Linked DNA regions of Capra hircus: region 2 is linked to region 1. Evidence: chromatin contacts called from public Hi-C data. All regions are on one chromosome and are shown on one strand. Each heading gives the region's core, a stretch centred on a gene start, on an enhancer-like site or on the middle of the called end of the contact. The rest is flanking DNA. Distances are from core to core; before and after follow the strand shown.

Region 1 (5,115 bases), core at 1,945-4,444:
TGGGAGCGGGGTCTGGAGGGGCAGAGAGAGGCGCCAGCACCCATATTCTCAGGCCCAGACAGCAGACTGGATTGCGACACCAGGGGCCAGGGAGGCCAGGAAGAGGGCCGCAGGAGGCACACTCCCCCGCAGGAGAGGGTGCAGGGTGGACGAGTCCTGCTGGGTTCTGGATCGGGCTCCTGTTAATAGTCCCCAGCAACAGACTTCAAAAGGACTCACCTTGGGCTAGACAAGGCCGGGACAAGCAGAGACTGCAGACCTGTGCCCGAGAGGAGAGGTCAAGTCCTGGCCCACAGGCCCCAGGGCCTTGCTGGCACCTTCCCTACACCTCCTCTGCCCTCTCCTGGCACCCAGGCTTGCCTCTGCTGGCACCTTCCCCTGGCTCCATGTTTGGCTAAGCTGCCTGGCGGCCAAAACAGGCCAGGATGAGGGAGGGGCCCTGTGATGAGTGAGTGATGGACACAGCGGAGGAGTGGTGGGGACACTAGTGGAGACGCTTCCCACTTCCTTCTGCGGGTGGTGAGGCCTCCACTCGGGGCTGCCATGTACAGTGCCACAGTACGTGCACTGCACAAAGTCACCCTGGCCTGGATTTGCTCCAGCAGAGGACGGGGTATCCATCAGAGAGGCCATCCACGAGCCAAGTGTCCCTGTGGCGTTTTCCCTGCCCTAAGCGTCTCCCCAGTGGGGAAGACTTCATGTTCTCACCAAGCCACTTATTTGCTCTAGCTATCGCCGTGGAGCAAATTGTTCACACAAATTCCTGTGCCCGATGTGTGCTGAGGCCAAACCTACTGAAACGTTGGAGTTTAAAGCAGAGAAAGGTTTATGGCGGAGCCAAGCAGAGACAGGTGGCTTGGGCCTTAAAAAGCCCCAGATTCTCTGAAGGGTTTTTGGCAAAGCATTTCTCAAAGCCAGGAGGCAGGTTGCAGGGTCTGTGGTAAGCTTGTGCACAATTCTCTGATTGGCTGGTGGTGAGGTAATTAGGGTAGTATCACAGAAGTTAACATTATCAGTCCTTAGGCTCCAGGAAGCCTAGGGCTGCGTGCTCATGGTCATCAGGTAGTTACATCTTTGTAACCGTTTGGTGGGGGGTTTTCATGTCTGCAAAACAACTCTGAAAATGCGCATCAGATATTGTTATCTATTCAACAGGTACTTCAGAGAGGAGCTAAAGCAGAGGATAAAGGGGAAGGCCTCTCCCCGGAGGGCCCCTGCTTGGTTACAAAATCAGCCCCAAGGTTAACAGCTTAAAACAATTTGTTATGAGGGCTCCTGGCTCCCAGCAGTTGGGCTCAGCAGGCGCTTCTTGCCTAGGGTCTCACATAGCTGCAATCGCGGGCAGGTAGACCTGGAGTCTAGAATCATCTGCTTCTTGGTCCTGGGCTGGTGTGGCTGGAGTTTTGGGGGCTGGGCGGACATCTTTCTCTCCATGCAGCCTTTCCATGGGGCTTCCCAGACCCTGAGGGTCTCCCTGTGGTCAGAAGCCTTACAGGGAAATTCTGGGGTCCAGGAGTGACTGTCCCAGGACAGGAAATGGAAGCTACCAACCTCCTATGGTCTGGTCACCACAGGCACCAAATCACTTCCTCCAGGTTCCCTGGAAAACTTGTTGTCCTAGTTCCAAGGCCACTGAGCAGGAAGAACTCTCTCTTACTCAGAAGAGGTTGGCCTTTTTGTTCTATTCAGGCCTTTGACAGATTAGATGAGGCCTACCCACACTACAGAAGGCAATCTGCATACTCAGTCCACAAATTTACATGTTACTTTCATCCAAAGACATCCTTAGGGAAATACTTAGAATTGTGTTGGAACACAAAGCTGTGGCCCAGTCAAGCTGACATAAATAAGATTAATCCTCGAACTTTTGCTGCTTCTTCCAGCTTCACCCTGGTGGGCTCAGATGGTAAAGAATCTGTCTGCAATGCAGGACACCCAGGTTCGATCCCTGGGTTGGGAAGATCCCCTTGAGAAGGGCATGGCAACCCACTCCAGTATTCTTGCCTGGAGAATCCCAGGGACAGAGGAGCTTGGCAGGCTACAGTCCATGGGGCTACGAAGAGTCAGACACAATTGAGCGACTAACACTTGCGGTTTCTTCAAGCTCCTGGGGCTCCTGGTGTTTCCTGGCTTATGCTGTATCACTCCAACACCTGCTTCTGCGCTCACATGGTCCCTGGAAGAGTCAGCATCTGTGCGTCTCAAATCTGCCTCTTTTGCCTCTTTAAGGATACAAATTAATTAGATCTGCAAAGACCCTGTTTTCCAATAAGGTCACATTCCCAGGTCTCCGGGGTCAGGACTTGGACATTTTTTTTTTGGGGGGGGGGACACTATTCTGCCTCATGCTGGGTGAGGGTGGGCCCTAAAGCCAGTGACTGGCGACTTTGTGTGAAGACATGGAGACACAGAGAGGAAAAAGCCATGTGAGGCTGGACAGAGGTTGGAAAGGTGCAGTTAGAAGCCCGGACGCCAAGGCCTGCTGGCCACCAAAAGCTGGAGGGTTAAGGAAGGCCCCTCTCCTCGAGGGGAGGCCCCATGTCTGACCTCTGCTTCTGTTGTCGCCTCTCCTCCTCTGACCTCCCATCTCCCTGATAAAGATCCACGTGATGAGATCGGGACCCTCAGATGATCCGGGGCCATGTCTCACCTCAAGGGCCTCACTTTATCCCACCTGCAGAGCTTCTTTTGCCACGTGAGGCCGCACATCCACAGGTCCCCCTGGGGCAGGTCGTGGTCACCCTACCCACCTCCCCAGACTCCTGCTGCTCCGCAGTGGCCAGAGTGCCCTTTCCCTAGGTGCCAGGCCCCTTTGTGTCACAGCCCGGCATACTGCCCTGGTGCTTAGAACAGAGTCCAAACCCCTCCTCACGTCCACTGCCCTGTGGGAAGCTGCCCTGCCTCTCCCCCAGCCCCCTCTCAGGGCACAGTGTGTCTGACACCAGGTCACCCCAGCAGGGCCCCTCCGGCCTCTGCCCCGCAGGAGACCCCATCCTGCCTACTGGGCTGGCCTGTTTACTTCATTCACACACTGCTCATTGCCCCAGGTTACCTGTGGGTCCGTGCACCTGTTCCTGTCCGTCCCCCTCTGAGGACCAGCTGTGAGTTCTGTGAACACCTCGGCCTCTGAGTGCCCGGAGCCCGCGGACCACGCTCGCCAAATGTTGTAAAGTGTCGAGGGATTCCAGCAGAGGCCGCCCAGCTCAAGCCGGCCCGTCGCCGGTCTTGGCACAATGTGCCGTCCGGTCCTTGGCCAGTTATTCAGACATACAAAGGGCTCTTGGCCTCGGCTGGGGACAACAGAAGGGGCAGTGTTGGCGCCAGGGCCCCAGGTCTCAGCCCCTGGAGTTTCATTCTGCCGCTTCAGCAGAAGCCATTCCCGCCAACTCTCACCAACGACCCCAGGGAGGGAGGCGCCTGCTTCTCCCTTGTCCCCCCCGAACCCTGTGCCATCTGGGAATCTTGCTCCTCTGACCTCCACTCCCAGATCCCAACTTGGCCTTGGCTACCGGCAGCGGACGATAATATTTATTGGTGGGGTGCCACGGCCTGGCTCAGCTCTGTGACCGTGAGACAAATAACACCCACATCTTGGCAGCAGAGTGTGGCCCGTTCCTCCTGGGTGGGAGAGCCTTGGGGAGCCAGAGGGTGTGATGCTCGGAGACCAGTGGCAGCCAAGCCCAGGAAGCAGCCACGGCCAGGTCCCAGCACATTCGCTGTGCCTACCCCGAGGCCCAGGGCCCTTCACACAGTCTGGCATGCTTGTTAATTATAGCGAGTTAAAAGATTATCTCTGGAGAAAGCACTGTTGCAGGATTTTTGCTTACGGCTGAAGAGATGTGCTCACCAGCCAACAGATGGAAGGCCAGTGAGGCGAGTCTTCTCTAGGTTCTGCAGAGAAATGGAAAACAATGTGGAGATCTGGAGACCCCAAGGTGCCCAGCAAAGAGGCCAAGAGCAAGCTTCCACGGGAGAGGGTCCAAGGTGCCTGTAATGATCACATGTAGCCTCTGAGAGGCTGGGGGCTGCTGTGGGGGTCTGCCATCAGAAGCCCCTCACCCACCCTCCCCACTCACAGTGAGCACGTGACATGTTTCACACAGTGTATTTCTGCCTCCTCATTAAGCCTCCTTTATGGCGCAGGGTGGACATTTGAAACTGACCCGTGACTGCCTCGTGGATGCAGGGACCTCGTGTTCCACCAGGGACCACGGCCTCGGATGCTCGGGGCATGACCCGCTCCCCTCTCCTGGCCTCGTTTGTTGAAACTTGCAGGATCCTATGTGCTAATTCCCAAAGAATGAAACAGCCAGAGGGACCCAAGAATGCTGGGCTCTCGTTCCAGTGGATTAACAGCCCATTCAACCCGACCGGACAAGTCTGAGAGGCTGCTTCTTTCCAGCTTCACGCCCCTGCTGGTCTTGGTTCCTCTTGCCTCCCAGGCCTGAGTCCCAGGTTGGAATCAAGGAAAGCGCCGAATGCAAACGTGTGGGCCGTGCAGGACGGGAGGAGAGAGCGCGAGCAGCGCCTGACACCGCTCTCTGGTCCACAGATCCATTCGGCTTTTAGAAATGAAGCTGAGGAACCATAGCTCCTCAGGGCTGATGGAGACAAATGAGGGAGAGGGGAGGGTGTGGATGAGAGGGGGTTGTTCCACTTACCGTGTGTGTGTGTGTGTGTGTGTGTGCGTGTGTGTTTCGTGTTACAAGCACATAAGGCCAACATCAGGAGGGCGTCTGTGAAACAGGAAAAGCCTTTGTACCAGGCCTCCTGCTAAAAGCTCATGAACATGAAATTCACATAAGAAGCAACAGAAAAGTGTCAAGGTCAAATTCCATACACAAGTTACTACAAGAAAAACAAGAACAGGCCACAGAGCGACACTCCTCACAGAGGAGGAACGAGAAGACTGAGAAGGAGGCATCTGCAAAGAGATAAACCCGAAACTCGCTGTCTCAAAATGAGCGAAAAAGTTTCACACAATGATACAAGGCCTGAGAAAAACACCATTGTAAGTCAATTTTTACAACTCACAAATGAGAGACTCAAGAAAAGAATTTAAAACAGGAAAGAAACTTCCTTGACAGGCAGTACAGTGGACAGGACTCTTGCTTC
Region 2 (5,115 bases), core at 1,106-3,605, 64 kb before region 1:
GAGACAGCCCGGCTCAGGTTCCCTGACCCACAGGTTGGGTCACACCTTGGGGGTTCTGCAGTAGAAAGGCCCAGCTCCCCCGTCTGTGGAAAAGTTCAAACGTGCGTCAACAGGAAAGAAAGGTCTTCTGTTTCCGCCGTCCTTAAGATACACTCACTAACCACCGCATTGAAGATAAAAGCTGTGTATTTTTTCAGTGTTAAGATTATTCTGTCAGAATTTCCTCTGTCAGTCAGTGAGTTTGTTTTATTTTACTAGAATTGAAATAGGGAAATTATTTTTAAGCAAAGGGAAACCATCTGATCCTTTTTACTGAACTCTGGAAATCCAGAGAGGGGCCACCCTCCAGATGTGCTAGCTCCCTGAACACACAAACACAAATCAAAAGTGTGAACATCAGAAACAGGCCTGACACTCAGGCTCCACTTGCCATGGTCTCTGCCTCATTTCATAGTTTTGTAATGACACACAGCTCCACTCCAGTCTGACACCACTGTTTATTGAACACCCCCCGGCCTCGTGTACCCATTAGTGGGCAAGACTGGGAATGTGAGTGACGAGATGCCGAGCCGAGACCCCAGCCCCCATGGTGTCTGCATCAGCAGGGGAGACGGTCCAGAGATGATGGGTGGGGCGGGCCCGGCGGGGGCAAAGCGACAGGTGGCCAGGGCTCCGGGAAAAGCACCATGGGGCAGGAAGCCCGGTACCCAGTCAGGGTGGGTTTCACTGAGAAGCTGACAATGGAGCAAAGACTTGCACGAGGTGACGGGGTGGGCCGTGCAGACACCAGGATGGTTCTGGAAATTTCAGGAACAGCAGAGGCCAGCGTGGCCGAGATGCAGTGTGTGAGGGTCACAGTGGCAGGAGAGGAGGTCAGAGACTGACCAGACAGGCCACATGCAGGGATGGGGGCTTTGCTCTGAGAGGCGTGAGGACAGCTACGGGGCACATACACGTCTCACCCAGCTTCTCAAAGAGGGGAGATGTGGGGTGACAGACAAACCCCAGGTGGAAAGCCCCCCGAAGGGGGAGTGAGAAGTGCCAGGTGCAGGACACACTTGTGTCATGATCTCCAGCCCTACCAGCTGGGGGTGCGAGAGAAAGCAGGGCATCAAAGATAAGGCCAAGGGGACTTCCCTGCTGGTCCAGTGGATGAGAAGCTGTCTGCTGATGAAAGGGACATGGGTTCTATCCGTGGTCTGGGAAGACCCCACGTGCCACAGGGTAACTAGGCCCATGCACCACAACTACCGACCCTGTGGACACTACGGTCCGTGCCCCCAAAAAGAGAGGCCACCGCAATGAGAAGTCTGCAAGCAATTAAGATCAAGCACAATCAAAAATTAAAATAAATAAATATCGTAAAAAAAAAAGAATAAGGCCAAGGGCCTTGGTGCAAACAGCTTGGAGGATGGAGTTGCCCTCAGCTGAACTGGGAGGCCGAGGTGGAGAGGCCCTTGGGAGGTGAAGGAGAAAGTTGATCAAGGCTACAAATCTCCCACTCCCTGCAGCTCTTGAATTCTTGCTCATTTTCTTTCTTTCTTTCTGCCACACATGTGGCATGCAGTCCCCTGCAGTGGAAACATGGAGTCTTAACCACTGGCCCACCAGGGAAGTCCCTTTGTGGTCATTTTAAGTTTCAAGAGCTGTGCTTTTAGCCTTAGCCATCTTGTTTCTCCATTACCCACGCAGTTTCTAGAACCTAAAAGGGGCAAAACCTAAAGCAGGGGCATACGCTGAGTGGAGGAAGAGTCTCAGGCTCTCAACCAGCAGGGCAGCCCCACGGGCCACGCAGGAGCCCAAGTGCTTTGGGGCGACATGGGTGATGCCCCCAAAATGGACTGCTTGGCAATTGGACGCAGGGAGGAGGGTCTCATCCTGGGGCATCTGGGATCTCCCAAGGGAGCTGTCCAGTCACATGGGTGTGAGCAACAGAGACACCGGAGGCCTTCCCGTCACCGTGTCCACTCGGGATGGAATCACAGACAGGCCAGGACAGATCATGCCGGCGTCCTTCCTGCCTGCCCGAGCTGGCCACGGGGAGTTGGCTTAGTGCTGTGAGCCACCTCATCCTCCACGCTTCACTCCAGATGTCCCCGAGGTGGCCAGTCCGAGGAGGGAGGGGATGCTGGGTCCCGATGACCTGCAGGCTCACATCAGCGTCTAAAGGACCCTAGTGGAGGTCCCGGAAGGACAGCGACTCACCTGTTCTTCCTTCCAGGCAGAAGCTGGTTCTCTAGGGCACTTGCCCCAGCTGCTGCAGCTCTGGGCCCCATCCCCTCCCTCTCTCAGGAAAGGCTGGGCTGCCCACGGAGCTGGTGTTGGTGTTGAGAGAGAGGCTGGCGGGGGGCACAGTGCACCAGCCGGGTGGGCCTTCCCTGTGCCTGCACAGACTAACGAAACAGCGAGACCCAAGGGGGCCCCACGCGGAGGAGCTCCACCTTTTATAACACCTCACAGTGGTTTGGGGCCACTGAGACAGTGTGCCACAACCCGTAGGCTTTAAACACCTGAAGTTTGTCCTCTCGGGGTCTGGAGGCTTGCAGTCTGACGTCAGGGCCGAGCCCCCTGTAGCCTGAAGGGGAGGGTCCTTCCTCCCTCTTCCGGCTCCCGTGTCACCGGTGGTCTTGACTTGTGGCCGCATCTGCCCAGCCTCTGCCTCCACCAGCACCTGATGTCCTTCGTCATGTGGCCGTTTCTTACGAGGACTCCAGTTGTACGGGGTTAGGGGTCACCCTGCTCTGCGACGACCTCCTCCTAACTAGTTCTACCTGCAGTGGCCCTACGTCCAGAGGAGGTCAGGTTCTGAGGCTCTGGGGTTAAGACTGCAGCGCCCTGTTTTGGGGGGGACACTCTTCAACTGTAACAGTGGGCAGGGCAGCAGCACATCCCAGAGGAGCCCCCCACCCCAGGGTGGGGCAGGAAGGGAGCAGAAGCGTAGACTGTATTTTATCCGCGTGAAGAAATCGGACTAGAGTCCAGTGGCCAGTCCTCTGCTGGTCAAGCCAGGCGCCTGGAGCAAAGACCGGGAGGGGGACTCTGCATCGCAAACCCAGATGTGTGGGGATAGGACCCGGATGGGCGGCCAGGCCTGACCAGGGGCCAGAGCTCATCACGGGGTGGCCGTGGGTGGGCCGCATGTCTCCTCTGACACCAGCTGAGCTCTGCCCAGAAGGTCGAGGGCAGAATCGGGGCACCTAGCCGGCCAGTCCCCAGGCCCTGGAAGGTCACTGTCTCACCCTCACACCAGGCCACCAGCCACAGCTCTGTCAGGCATGGGGGCTTCACCCTGCTACCTCACCCACCCTGCAGAAGCCAGAGGTGATGCTGCACCCTGCGTGGATGGGGACCCCGAATCCTGGAAACGGAGTTGCATTTCCCACCCCCAACCCCGAAGCTCCATTAGCCTCTCCATTAGACGCAGAGTCGGGGTTTGAACCCAGGGCTTCTGACTGTACGCCTGCATGTTTTTTGTGTGTGTTTTTTTTAAGGTACAAATCCACATAATATGGGCTTCCCAGGTGGCAAAGTGTTAAAGAATCTGCTTGCAATGCAGAAGACGCAAGAGACATGGGTTTGATCCCTGGGTTGGGAAGAACCCCTGGAGAAGGAAATGGCAACCCAGTTCAGTATTGTGGCCCAGAGGATCCCATAGGCAGAGGAGCCTTGTGGGCTACAGTCCCTGGGGTCTCAAAGAGTTGGACAGGACTAAGAACATAAACACACCCCCCCACACACATAATATGAATTTAACCATTAACCATTTTAAAGGGAACAGTTTGGTGGCGTTTAGGGTGTTCACACTGCTGTGCAAACTTCACCATCATCTGGTTCCAAGAAGTTTCATCACCACAAACTTGCTGCCATTCACTCCCACGCCCCTCTCCCGCCCCAGGTACCTCCAACGTACTTGGTATCTCTCCAGCCCCAACATCCTTTGTCATTTCATGTAAATGATACCAGACACTCCCAGGCATCCAGCCATTGCACTGAGAGGAGGGTTATCACAGTTCATCCACATCATGGTAGGTCAGTGCCTCACTCCTTTTTATGGCTAAACTGGACAGTCCCTTGCGTGCATGGACCGCCTGCATTTATCCATCCATCCATCGATTCACTGATGGCCAGTCCTGAACCCTCAAGCCCTGTTTGCCACCACAGTATTGCTTCTCTAGACCCCTCAATGAGCAGGGCCAGCCTTCTGAGCATATCAATCAGACCCCACAGTGGCTGCCACAAGCCTCGAGCCTGGCTGCCAGGCACACTCTTGATGTTTTCTTTGTTTAACTTAGTGGAGAGCACCATGGAAAACCTAGCTTCAGTGTCTCCAGCTTTGCTTCTACCTTCACTCAGAAGTCCCCAGGCCTTGGTTCCACTCAGAATTACAGACAATCACCATGTCCACCCTGTGAACTTCAGAAAATTGGGTGACCTTGCTGAGCAGCTGGAGGGCGTTGGAAAGCCTGTGTGAGGAAAGTCACAAAGCCTTCCCTCCACAAGAATGGGGGGTTTCCAATGAGAGAAATGAAACTTTCATGAGCCCCCAGGAGAGCTAAAATAAAACCACTTGTGGCCAGAAGAAGTCACACCCATCAATCTAGTCAGGAGGGCAGGTGGCCTGGTTGGCTGAGTGGGAGGTCACAGCATCACAGCTACGATCAAAGGCCCACAGTGGGTCTGAACCTGGCTGACCACTCAGTGTCCTATAATAAGCCAGTGTCTTGTTCCTCCAGCCACAATCGGGGTCAAGCTATGGCTGATGCAATAATTAAATGACACAAAAGATCTTCAAGTCCTGGTTTGGGCTCGACAGTCAATGTGACGGAGATGCCACACACGTGTTGGGGAAACAGAACTGAAGTTCTGAGGCTGCTGAGGGCAGTTCACACATGCAGACAGGAAAAACTAACAGAGGGGCACCACCAAAGCACGACTTTTAAGAACAAGTTTCCTGAAGAGGAAAAGACACTTGCTACATGAAAAGGACACAAGCCTGAGTCCCATACGACTGTGGACAGACAGCAGGGCAGCCGCACAAGGCAGGGTGGCTTCCACATCAGTGAAGGGCTTATTGGGTACATTTTTTTCCAGGAAAAAGAGTGAGTTGAGAAAACG

What was found. Hi-C and Micro-C count contacts between places; a contact is called where the count stands out from the background.
Region 2: a contact with region 1 is called in a Hi-C map of blood, with 6 times the contacts expected there. The contact joins two enhancer-like sites. A contact is called at or near these places in 4 of 5 Hi-C or Micro-C datasets (blood and liver).

Annotation. Positions count from the first base shown.
Region 1 is chr18:14,669,415-14,674,529 of ARS1.2, reverse strand. No RefSeq gene overlaps it. Among named protein-coding and RNA genes, the nearest start is that of KLHDC4, 20 kb to the right of the region's middle. Within about 2 kb of position 3,194, at least 3 of the 5 cell types and tissues checked have an H3K27ac peak or open chromatin away from gene starts, as enhancers often do.
Region 2 is chr18:14,732,866-14,737,980 of ARS1.2, reverse strand. No RefSeq gene overlaps it. Among named protein-coding and RNA genes, the nearest start is that of SLC7A5, 8.7 kb to the right of the region's middle. Within about 2 kb of position 2,355, at least 1 of the 5 cell types and tissues checked has an H3K27ac peak or open chromatin away from gene starts, as enhancers often do.